2 separate regions of the Mus musculus genome follow, and region 2 is linked to region 1. A link is a contact called in public HiChIP or PLAC-seq data. All regions are on one chromosome and are shown on one strand. The core of a region is the stretch at or near the end of the contact, and the rest is flanking DNA. Distances in the headings are between cores, read along the strand shown. Region 1 has its middle 15 kb from the start of Baiap2. Region 2 overlaps Cep131 (centrosomal protein 131).

Evidence for each region. HiChIP or PLAC-seq counts read pairs in DNA pulled down with a chosen protein or histone mark.
Region 2: a contact with region 1 is called in an H3K4me3 HiChIP or PLAC-seq map of bone marrow-derived macrophages, with 2.8 times the contacts expected there. The contact joins two enhancer-like sites. A contact is called at or near these places in 2 of 39 promoter capture datasets (cranial neural crest and embryonic stem cells), 9 of 484 Hi-C or Micro-C datasets (the AML12 cell line, ECoMG myeloid progenitors, the HL-1 cell line and 5 more), 5 of 115 datasets of contacts at active chromatin or transcription factors (bone marrow-derived macrophages, microglia, pancreatic cancer cells and 2 more) and 4 of 9 other capture datasets (adipose tissue, embryonic stem cells, liver and 1 more).

Annotation. Positions count from the first base shown.
Region 1 is chr11:119,925,674-119,931,245 of GRCm38.p6, reverse strand. No RefSeq gene overlaps it. Among named protein-coding and RNA genes, the nearest start is that of Baiap2, 15 kb to the left of the region's middle. Within about 2 kb of position 2,690, at least 140 of the 459 cell types and tissues checked have an H3K27ac peak or open chromatin away from gene starts, as enhancers often do. A contact at or near this core is called in bone marrow-derived macrophages, where this site is marked.
Region 2 is chr11:120,060,666-120,066,237 of GRCm38.p6, reverse strand. It overlaps Cep131 (centrosomal protein 131), which reads left to right. Exons shown (of 26, transcript NM_009734.3): 22 at 185-327; 23 at 423-600; 24 at 687-850; 25 at 1,393-1,453; 26 at 1,529-1,808. The coding sequence ends at 1,603. Among named protein-coding and RNA genes, the nearest start is that of Aatk, 16 kb to the right of the region's middle. Within about 2 kb of position 2,052, at least 72 of the 459 cell types and tissues checked have an H3K27ac peak or open chromatin away from gene starts, as enhancers often do. A contact at or near this core is called in bone marrow-derived macrophages, where this site is marked.

The DNA.
Region 1 (5,572 bases), core at 1,441-3,940:
CATTCAGACCACCACATTCTACCCCCTGGCCTCCCTCCAGGCATGGGGCCATATCACTGCATTTAGTCTCACTTAGAAAGTCCCCACACTCTCCCAGTTTCAACACTGTTTAAAGGTCCAAAGACTTCTGAGACTCAAGCCAATCCCTTAACAGTAACTGTGAACTCAAAAGGCAAATCCCATTCTTCCAACACATAATGGCACAGACTACTACACATTACTGTTCCAAAAGGGAGGGAAAGGGACTCTGGTGAAATACCCAGAGCAAGACTGAAACTCAGCAGGGTAACAACACCATGTCTGGTGTCGGAAGACTTGGGCGGCCCCACCAGTCCAGCTTTGCTGACTTCCAGATACATCTTTTTTTGTTTGTTTTCGAGACAGGGTTTCCTGGAACTCACTTTGTAGACTAGACTGGCCTCAAACTCAGAAATCTGCCTGCCTCTGCCTCCCGAGTGCTGGGATTAAAGGTGCGCACCACCATGCCTGGCCAGATACATCTTTTAAGCTGATTCCACTTCCTGCCAGCAGTTCCCAGCAGGCACCTCTACTCTCACACCCCTACCACCTGGGATCTCTGACAGCCCAGGCTTTACTTCTGCTTCGTGCAATGGCCTCTCAGGGCCTTCCTGTGGGAACTGCCCTGCCACATGTTGCCCGGCCTCAGTAGCTCTCCTTAGAGAATTCCACAACCCCTTCACATATACATCCTTCATGATGCCAGGACTACAGGGACAACACTGCTAGTGGGCTGCCTGCTTGGGACGGGCCCTAGGAATCACACAGAGCAGCTTTTGTCTCTTCCTAAGTCCCTTTGCTTTCACAAGCTGGAATTCAGCTGGGTGGGGGCCTGCCCGGGGTTCTGCCTCCTCCTTAACCTCGTGCTTGCTGTCAGTCCAAGCCTTGCCTCCACCATTACATTTCCTGCTGCTCCTTTCCTCCTTAGACTGCATCTCAAGTTGATTTTTGCCCCCCCCCCTTGCTCATTTTCATTGATGACCAGCGTATGTTGATTACTAACAACCATGGGACAGAGCTGGCATGAGGCTGTTTTGAAATCTCCTCACCAAAGAAATTAGTCCATCACTTTAAATCTAGCCTCTGGAAAATTCTTAAGACAAGGACAGAAAGCGGCCACATTCTTTGCCAAAACAGCACAAAACTGGCTTCTAGCCCAGTTGCTGTTAAAATCTTTGCTTCCAGCTGGGTGTAGTGAGTGGCACACACATTCTGGAGGCAGAGACAGGTGGGTTTCTGTGAGTTAGAAGCCAGCCAGATCTACATGGCAAGTCCCAAGACAGCCAAGGTTACACAGAGAGATCCTGTCTCAAACAAAACAAAACAATCCTTCCCCTCTAAGCCCTTGAGCTAAACCACAACCCGACTCAGCACCATCTTTCAGGATCTTACCAGTTCAGCCTGTTAAGCACTGCTTTCAAGTTCAACTTCTCTTCTAGTCCAAAGTCTTCTTCAAACGGAAAAAAAAAGTAAGTTTTTCCACAGGCACACACACACACACACACTCACATGCTGTGTGCACATGCGTGGTTTTCACAGATTAACTTTTTTTTTTTAAGTTATTGGGGTTGGAGAGAGGACTCACAAGCACTTGCTGTGATCCAGATGTCGGAGTTCAGTTCCCAGCACCCACATCAGGAGCACAACCTCCTGTGACGGTAGATCTACAGGGTCCTATGTCCTCTTCAGGCCATGACAGTCTCCCCTCTCACACACATGTGGCGTACACTCACACCAGTAAAGTTAAATCTTTGAAAAACTATTAACCTGGATTGGGGTCTACTAATTCATAGATCTCAGTGCTCCCCAGCCCCCAATCTGTCTCTCTGCTCCCTTGTATTTCAAGTCTTCGAATACTCCATTTTAATTAATGTATTGGTTTTCTGGCTGCATCCCTCTTTGTCAATTATAGGCCGTTACTTTGTTGCTAGAAACCAACCCCAGGATTTCTCACAAGTATTCTTCTTTAAAAAAAAAAAAAAAAAAGGTTTATTATTATATGGAAGTACACTGTAGCTGTCTTCAGACACACCGGAAGAGGGCATCAGATCTCATTATGGATGTTTGTGAGCCACCATGTGGTTGCTGGGACCTTCAGAAGAGTACAGCCCACAAGTATTCTTCCATTAGACTCTCCATCCTTTCTTTTGAAGCAAGGTCTCACTAGATTGCTCAGACTGGCCTCGAATTCAATATAACCAAGCAGATCTGAAATGTGAGATCCCCGGGCGCGGTGGCGCACGCCTCGGGAGGCAGAGGCAGGTGGATTTCTGAGTTCGAGGCCAGCCTGGTCTACAGAGTGAGTTGCAGGACAGCCAGGGCTACACAGAGAAACCCTGTCTCGAAAAACAAAACAAAACAAAACAAAAAGTGAGATCCTCCTGCCTCAGCATCTGCAGGGGCTTTGGTATTTTAATTGTCGTACTGAAGATTGCAACCTACACACAGGAACTGTAGAGTCGTGGAGGTCGCACCTTGAGACTCTCACCGCAGCTTACCGCAGCTTTCTTTCTCATACACATTTATATGTCAGTGTTTAAACAGAAGAGGATTTCCCCTCTATCTCCCCACCACATTAACCATCGCTGTTTTCATTCTGCTTCTCTAAGACGGTCTGGCTACAGTGTCTCCTCTCCCAGCTACCTCTTCTGTAGTTTCCTGAACTTGCAGATCTGCACTGCCTGTTCCCCGCATGTTTCGGGCGGGGTTGCACGGTGGCTCCTCCCTTTCCTTCGCCTGGCTTGGAGGTCTTTTTCTGGTCTCTGCGCTCTGGAGTGGAAGCGGCTTCTCTTTCGGTTTTGCTGAGTCTTCTTTCTGATGAAAACCCTGAGGTTGCCCAGCCTCTCTCACGCGCACGCGGGCATCTTTCCTGTGCATGGCTGCCGTGTGGTGGTTTGCTTCAGTTCCTGTCACAGTGACTGTGATGACTCACAGTTTTCCTTGAATTTTTACAATTTGTAAATTGTATTTGTTGGATTTTTTAAATTTGTAAACTGATGCCTTTCGCTAATTTTGAGTCTTTTTCTTCATATTTTGTTTTTCTGCTACAGTATTTTTTTTTCTTTAACAGCATCTTTATGCAGGAACTTTGTGTGTGTGTTGTGTGTGTTGTGTGTGTGTGTGTGTTGTGTGTGTGTGTATGTGTGTGTTGTGTGTGTGTGTGTGTTGTGTGTGTGTGTATGTGTGTGTGTGTTGTGTGTGTGTGTGTGTGTGTGTGTGTGTGTGCGCGCTGGAATCTGAACTCAGGTTGTCTGGAAGAGCAGCAGCTGCTCCTGTCTCCTGGGCCATCTCTGCAGCCTGGACTGTCTTTTCCTTTGGAATCACATGCATGCTCTCTGTCCTTAGTATGACAAGTTACTTAAAGAGTTGTAAATGAGGCAGGGCGTGGTGGTGCACCCCTTTAATCCCAGCACTTCGGAGGCAGAGGCAGGCGGATTTCTGAGTTCTAGGCCAGCCTGGTCTACAGAGTGAGTTCCAGGACAGCCAGAGCTACTCAGAGAAACAAAACAAAAACAAAAACAAAAAAAGAGTTGTAAATGGGACAGTTTGAGTGGCACACTTGGTCTGTTACAATCCTATTAGCTGCCTGGGAATGTTGGGTTTTTCTGTCTTTTGTTTGTTTGTTTGTTTTTGGTTTTTTTTTTTTTTTTCGAGACAGGGTTTCTCTGTGTAGCCCTGGCTGTCCTGGAACTCACTCTGTAGACCAGGCTAGCCTCAAACTCAGAAATCTGCCTGCCTCTGCCTCCCAAGTGCTGGGATTAAAGGTGTGCACCACCACCTCCCAGCGGTCTTTTCTGTTTTTACAGACCCTCTCACTAGCTAGTTCAGATCTCAGGTTTTGCTGCCTTCCATGGCTCGTGGGTCCCTAACTAGCTTGACTCTCAGGGTCTATCCACACTTGTGTGACTTAGGGGAGGCCTAGGACTTGTAGGGTCCTCTCCAGGCTCATTCTTTCCTGGGACACATACAGCCCCCTTTACAGCTCATCCCTCCCACACACACACACACCCGCCTCAGGGTAAACGGTCCTTTTTTGCTGTGCAGTTTTGAACCCAAGTTCTACCTGGGGTCAGAGCTGTGGGAGGAGATGAGACCAGAGAGCTCCTGTAAGGCATACATTCCATACTGGACACATTCAGACAGGAGAAAAATAGCCCAGAGAGGATGCATTCCACCTCAGATTTGAAGCCAGCCCATCTGTCTTTCTTGATTTATTTTGTATGTGCATGCCTGTGCTCATCCTGTTAGAAGCCAGAAGAGGGTGTCTGATCCCTTGGAACTGGAGCAGCGGGCACTGTGGGCCACCTGGCTCTTTATCTGTGATCTGAACTCTGGTCCTCAGTCGAGCGGCAAGCTCTCTTAGTCTCTCCATCCCAGAACTGACACTTCTCTGTGGAGTGTCCAGATCTTATGCATGATGCACTGTGGTCTGTGTCGGCCTGTGTCGAAACTGGAATGAAAGTGTGCCTGTCTGCCTCTCACACAACCAAGGAAAACCAGGAATGGCTGGGACCAGGACTCCCCAGCGAGCCTGATGGCTTTCTCTGAGGCTGTCTGGGAGAGCAGGGAACTACCTCTGGCATATCATCGCACTTGGAGTTCAGAAGACTTCTATGCAGACAAATGGATGTGTTCTTATGGACAACATCAAACTTTCAGCTAAGCCACGGGGGGCTCCCACCTGTCATCCTAACAGAAGGCTGAGGTGGGTAGAGGATTGCCGTACCCGTGAGGCTAGTCTGGATCCAGACTGCATCTCCAAAGCAGCTCCCCAGTGCTGAGAGCTAACTCAGAGCTTAGGAGAGCTGAGAGCTGACTCGGAGCTTAGGAGAGCGGCTGTTCTTCCAGAGCACTGAGGTCAGTCCTCAGCCCTCACGGTGGGGAGCTCACATCTTTCCAGGGCTCTAGACGCTGGGACCTGTTGCCTTCTTCTCACTTCCACAGATGCCTGCACACACACGGGGGTATGTGGGCATGTGTGTGTGTGTGTACAAAAATATAAAAATAAATATTTAACCTCCCTCCGCCAATCACCTTACAGCTAAATGTAAGTTAAATGCTTTAAAAAAAAAAAGTTGCCTAAGCAAGGCACAAGGGGACAATGTGGTCAGTGCTAGAGAACAAAGTGTTTTGTTTTATTTTGTTTGTTTTTTATTTTTTTAATATTTTTTGAGGCATCGTCTCACCATGTAGCCCTGGAACTTACTCTGTAGACCAGGCTGGGCTGGAACTCATAGAGATCCGCCTGCCTCTGCCACCTCAATGCTGGCATTAGAAGTATGTGCCACCACACCAGCCCAAACCCAAATGGTTCTGAAACACAGATTGAAAATACTCTGGGGTGATCAATATAGTCACCAAGGAATGACAGATACTCAGATAATTCCTTCTCTAGATAGCTGGTGTTTCCTGTTCAATCACACACACTGGGAACACTGCTATATCACCCTTCACCCCAGCTTTGGGAGCCCCTGTATGTGGGTCCCTGTACAGCTGGGCGCCAAGGTAAAAAGTGAGACCAGCTGGGTGTGGTGGCACAAGCCTTTAATCCCAG
Region 2 (5,572 bases), core at 803-3,302, 140 kb before region 1:
GAAAACAAAACATGGTCCTCTTGGGACCTGGGGACCTGTGCAGGGCTGGAGCCCTTCGCCCTGTGTTCTGTGGCTCTAAGCAGGAGCCATCCCCTGGAGCCCAGCAAGGCTAATCTTGCTGCCTCCGGCTTCTCCTATCTGCCCTCCTGCTGGCCAGTTCTGAGACAGCTGCATGTCCCTGCAGGAAGCATGGCTGCTGACCAGGGAACGTGAGCTGAAGGAAGAGATCCGAAAAGGCCGAGACCAGGAGATTGAGTTGGTCATCCACCGGCTGGAGGCCGATATGACACTGGCCAAGGAGGAGAGCGAGAGAGCAGCCGAGAGCCGGTGAGCAGCCTCCTGCCTTTAGCTCCACAGTCAGGGGAGAGCCCAGGGCAGAGGCAGAGACAGAGTGAACGCTGTCCCGTGCCTCTGCCTGCCAGTGTGAAGCGTGTGCGTGATAAGTATGAAACAGAGCTCTCGGAGCTGGAGCAGTCGGAGCGGAAGCTTCAGGAGCGGTGCTCGGAGCTGAAAGGCCGCCTGGGGGAGGCCGAAGGGGAGAAGGAGCGGCTGCAGTCCCTAGTAAGGCAGAAGGAGAAGGAACTAGAAGACCTGCGGGCGGTGAGTAGCCCAGGGCTCTTTCTGTAGGGGAGATGGGGGTGGGGCCTCACCCTGCCTTCCTGCTCACAGCGCCCCCTGCTTGTCAGGTGAACACACAGATGTGCAGTGAGCGGGCCAGCCTGGCCCAGGTGGTACGGCAGGAGTTTGCAGAGCAGCTGGCAGCCTCCCAGGAGGAGACCCAGAGGGTGAAAGTGGAGCTCGCAGAGCTGCAGGCCCGCCAGCAGGTGGAGCTAGACGAGGTGCACCGGAGGTGGGTGCTCAGCACTGCAGGTAGGGGCACAGGAGGCCAGTCCTGCCTCCTCCTGTCTCTTCCAAATAAGCAGTGTAGCCCACGGGCAGGAGCTCACATGGTTTCCGTCTGTGTGCCAGGAAGGCTAGGCGTTTCCCCTGGGCGTCACTTAGCTCTGGGGCTGGGAAAGACCCACATGTGCTTCTCCGAGGAGGTGGGCAGGGTTCTGGCCGGAACAGGTGATGTTCAGCAGAGAGCCAGCGGCAGAGAGGGTGACAGTAGCCACCCAGAGTCTCCTTAGTCCTTCCAAGGGACTACCCAGGGCTGTGGCTGCCTGCCTGGCTGCCTCTGTGCCTAACATGAGAATGAGACTTCCACCCTGCCACAACCCCGTCTCTTCCAAAAACCACCTTAGGGTCTGGTTGTCATGGAGGCAGTGGCCCAGGGCAGGCTGCTCCGGTCAAGGTGGAGCAGGGCTGAGGCTGGGTGGTAAGAGGCCACCCTTCAGGCTGACCTGGGACTGAAGGTGGGGCTGTGCAGAAGCCGAATGCCCATCACTGCAGGGTGAAGACGGCTCTAGCGAGGAAGGAGGCAGCCGTGAACAGTCTCCGCAAACAGCATGAGGTGGGTCCCTCGGGCGGTCTGTGATTGTCTTGCCTAGGGTCAGGGTGTCCAGGGCCTGACTGAAATGTGTTGCAGGCTGCTGTGAAGCGGGCGGACCACCTAGAGGAACTGCTGGAGCAACACAAAGGGTCATCTCTGAGTTCTAAGTGACATCGCCCTTGGGATGACGAGCCAAGCCTGAGGCTGACACTCAGTCCTGCGGCTGGTGTCCAGGTCACGCTCCAAGACACAGGGCTAAGGGTAGGACAGCAGCTGGTGTGTGAGAGGCACCATGGAGCCCAGTGCCCGGGACGTTACTGTCAGCATGCCTGCAGCTGTTCTATAGTAAAATGGTTAGGTGGCTTTTTTTAACTGCTTCATGTCACCTGCTTGTCTTTCTCTACTGTGTTGGGCGTGGTGAGCCGGAAGATCGAGACCACTGGGCCCCTCAGCATGGTCAGGAGTGGTGGTCCTTACTGCAGGACTAGCTCCGACTCTGCCTCTCCCCCCCACCCCCCAACTTGTCCAGGCTGACAGGGCAGTGGCTTACAGCCAGCCCCTCTGCTCTCAGCTCCAATCCCCAGCAGGTATTGGCCATTTGTTCCTACCCTGGCCTCTCAGTACAGCAGACTCACTTCATAAGAGGAACTGTGTCTCTAGCTCAGCCCAGTAACCTCGGTGGTGGTTGCTGCTTCTCCTCCTCCTCTTCCTCTTCCTCCTCCTCCTCTTCCTCTTCTTCCTCCTCCTTCTTTTTCTAATATTAATTTAGAACGTTTACGTGTGTGTGTGTGTGTGTGTGTGAGAGAGAGAGAGAGAGAGAGAGAGAGAGAGAGAGAGAGAGAGAGAGAGGGAGGTTTGTCTCCGTGTGCTACCTGTGTGCCTGGTACCTGCAGAAGCCTGAAGAAATCATCGGATCCCCTTGAACTGGACTTACAGACAATTGTGAGGCACCATGAGGGTACAGAGACTTGAACCCAAGAACCTGTCTACACTGCCCAGCCTGTGCGGCCTGTCTACACAGATGGGAAGTGAAGGCTGCTACCCATACATGGGAGGCAGAGGCCTAGAGTACTTGGTACAGACAAGATCTTCTGAGCAGGCCTCACTGTCCCATCATCTTCCCGACAGGCCAAGTCCAGAGCCAGTGCCCTGGAAGACCCTGTGTGGTGTAGCTTCAGCTGACTGCCAGGCCACCCTGCTGCTTCTTAGAAGCTGCTGCCTGTGACGGCCTGACTGGTCCTTAGCCCCTCTGTAGCCACTTGTCTGAGTCCCTGGCCTGCTCTGTGCCTGGGCTCCTCGGAGAAGTCTGGCCACATATTTGCATATGACGTGTTATTTCTCCTGTCTCCTCATAACTCAGTATATGAGCTCCAGCATTCACCTTACAGTTGAGGCCAGAAGAGAGGGTGCAGGACCAGGGCTGAGACCATACTCTCAGCCTGAAGGCATATATGAATTCAGAGCACACGTCATGCTTAGGGCCTGGGCACAAGGGGAGGCTGAGGCCAGCCTTAGGGTTTGGATCACAGGTTTCAGCCTGGCTCTGACCTGAAGCCTGTTGGGTTGGCAAGATGACTTAACAGTTAAAACACTCACCACAGGAGCCTGTCAGCCTGAGTCCCCAGAACCCACCTGTCATAGTCAGGGTCACTGTTGCTGTGGTGAAACACCATGACCAAAACAAAAACAACATGGGGGAGGAAAGGGTTTATTCAGTGTACCCTGCCATATCATTGATCATCATTAAAGAAAGTCACAACAGGATGTCAGGCAGGGCAGGAACCCGGAGCCTGGAACTGAAGCAGAGGCCATGGCGGGTGCTGCTGACTGGCTCGCTCCCATGGCTTCCTCAGAACCCAGGACCACCAGCCCAGGGGTGGCACCACCCACAGTGTGCTGGGTCCTCCCCATCAATCACTAGTTACGAAAATGTCCTATAGGCTTGCCCGCAGCCCAGTGGAGGTATTTTTTCAATTGTCTCTTTGATGACTGGAACTTGTGTCAAGTTGACATAAACTGGCCAGTACACCAAGTGAAAAGTAGAAGATAGCCAACTCCACAGAGTTGTCCTCCAGAGTTGCCCTCTGACCTCCACATGTTCACTGTTGCACAGGCGCACACAGCATGCACATAACAGTTTTTGTTTGTTGGAGGACATTTTGGGGAGAGGGGCATTAAACAACTATGGGCTGGGCCTGACGCCTGTAATTAGTGTTCAGAATCTGGAAACTGGGGACCTCACCCCCAAGAGTAAGTTGGCTAGCTAGGCCAGCCATATTGAGGAACTATATTGATTTCAGTGTAGAAACCCTGAATCAAAGGGCAGTGTGGGGAGTGACCACGGAAGACTCCCGTCAGTGTCATGCATCCACGTCTGAGCACGTGGGTGTGGCCACACCTCCACACACGTGTATGTCCACATATGCCTGAACATAGACATACAAGGGTTCGTATCGCAGACACAAGCAAGAAAGAAAAATCAAGGAGTGTGCTAGAGTTCTGGAATTAGCGTGTTACCTGTGTCCGTGTGTCCGCAAGGTCTGCCTTCTTCATTGCCTCTTGAGTCACTTTGTAGTCCTACTGATTTCTTTCCAACTTGTTCTAGAAGTTCTGAGGACACAACGCTCACATCTCCTACCATGTTTACCTCTTTCTTGTTCCAATATGCTTGCTTTTGCTTTGTGCATGTCGAGGCCGTGTTAGTACGTTCATACACACTTAGAGTAACTGAGTTGCTGTATATGACCTCTCGCCAGGAGCCATAGCTCTTTCTCCCTTGAGGTCCCCTCACCTGACAGTCTACCCATAGCAGCTTTTCTTTTTTGGTGTCTGAGTCTTTCCCCTTCTACCTAACCTTTCCATGGCCTGTAGTTAAGCCGCCTGCAGGTGTGGTCCCAGGTAATATGCAACCCTAGTTTGGCTGTAGCTTGTGACTCGATCCAGTGAGTCCACCTGTTTTTTTCTTTATTTTCCATCTGTCTTTCTATGTAGCCCAAGCTGAATTTTATTTTAAAGATTTATTTTTATTTCACGTGTATGAGTGTGGTATACCACGTGAGAACATAGTGCCAACAGAGGCCAAAAGAAGATATCGGATCTCCTGGAACTGGGGTGAGTTACAGACGTTGTGAGCCACCACGTGGGTGCTGGGAACCAAACTCAGGTCTGCAAGAGCATCAAATGCTCTTAACCACGAAGCCAGGCTTGTAGTCCAGGCTGGCTCCAGCCCTGTCCTGAGTTCTTGCCCCTCCTGCCTGGGCCTCCCAAGTGCTGAGGTTTCAGATGCACGCCACCATGACATGTCCTAGCAGGTTCAGCAGGGCTGTTAGCCTCAGTCTGACATGGGTGTGAAGGTGGGCTTCAGTGTGAGCACTGGCTGGACTTTCTCTTAGTCGAGGTTACCCCTGGAAGGGCTGCAGCCACATACCTAACACCTGAGAGACCGTTGGTCATCCTCCACAGCCGCTTACCCATTGACCAGCCATCACCTGGAAAGTGTGTGGCAGGAAAATGCACTGTCTTCGCACCTGCCTCACAGCCTGCCTTTTCTGGAATCGGAAACTCCATGTCTGAGCTGCTTAATCTAACCTGTGGTGGATGGTCAGTGTGCTGAGAGACAGGAAATGCAGGGAAACAGACCCAGTGAGATTCGAGAAAGGTGAAGGATGGTCAACAGAAGTCTCCATGCAACCTAGAGGAGCTGAGGTGCAGCCCTGCAGAGGCCCCGAGACAAGGTGAACCTAGCAGAGCCCTAGAGGAAGCCACTCACCCCTGCTTGTTCACCTGACACTTCTGGACAAGCAGAGCAGGCAGGTTCTTGTCATGGAGCTATCAGCATGCAGATGGGGTTTTCACTGTGAGGCAGAGTTCACTGAGGGGGTGACTGTGGGTGGGACAGAGGCCCAAGAACTGGATAGCAGGGTTCTTGCCAGGCCTAGGAATCTAAAAGAGAGCTGACAGCCGACTCCCCGGCTGCAGGTTTTACGCTTCATACACCACTTGGCTGCATCTGAGCCCACACGCACCTGTGTGTGCCAACCGTGCAGGCCACCGTGACTACCAGACAGGCTCAGGAAAGACCAGGGAAGGAAACTTCAAGCGTTGAAGATCAGGCTGAGGGAATTCAGTGCCAGTGTCCCC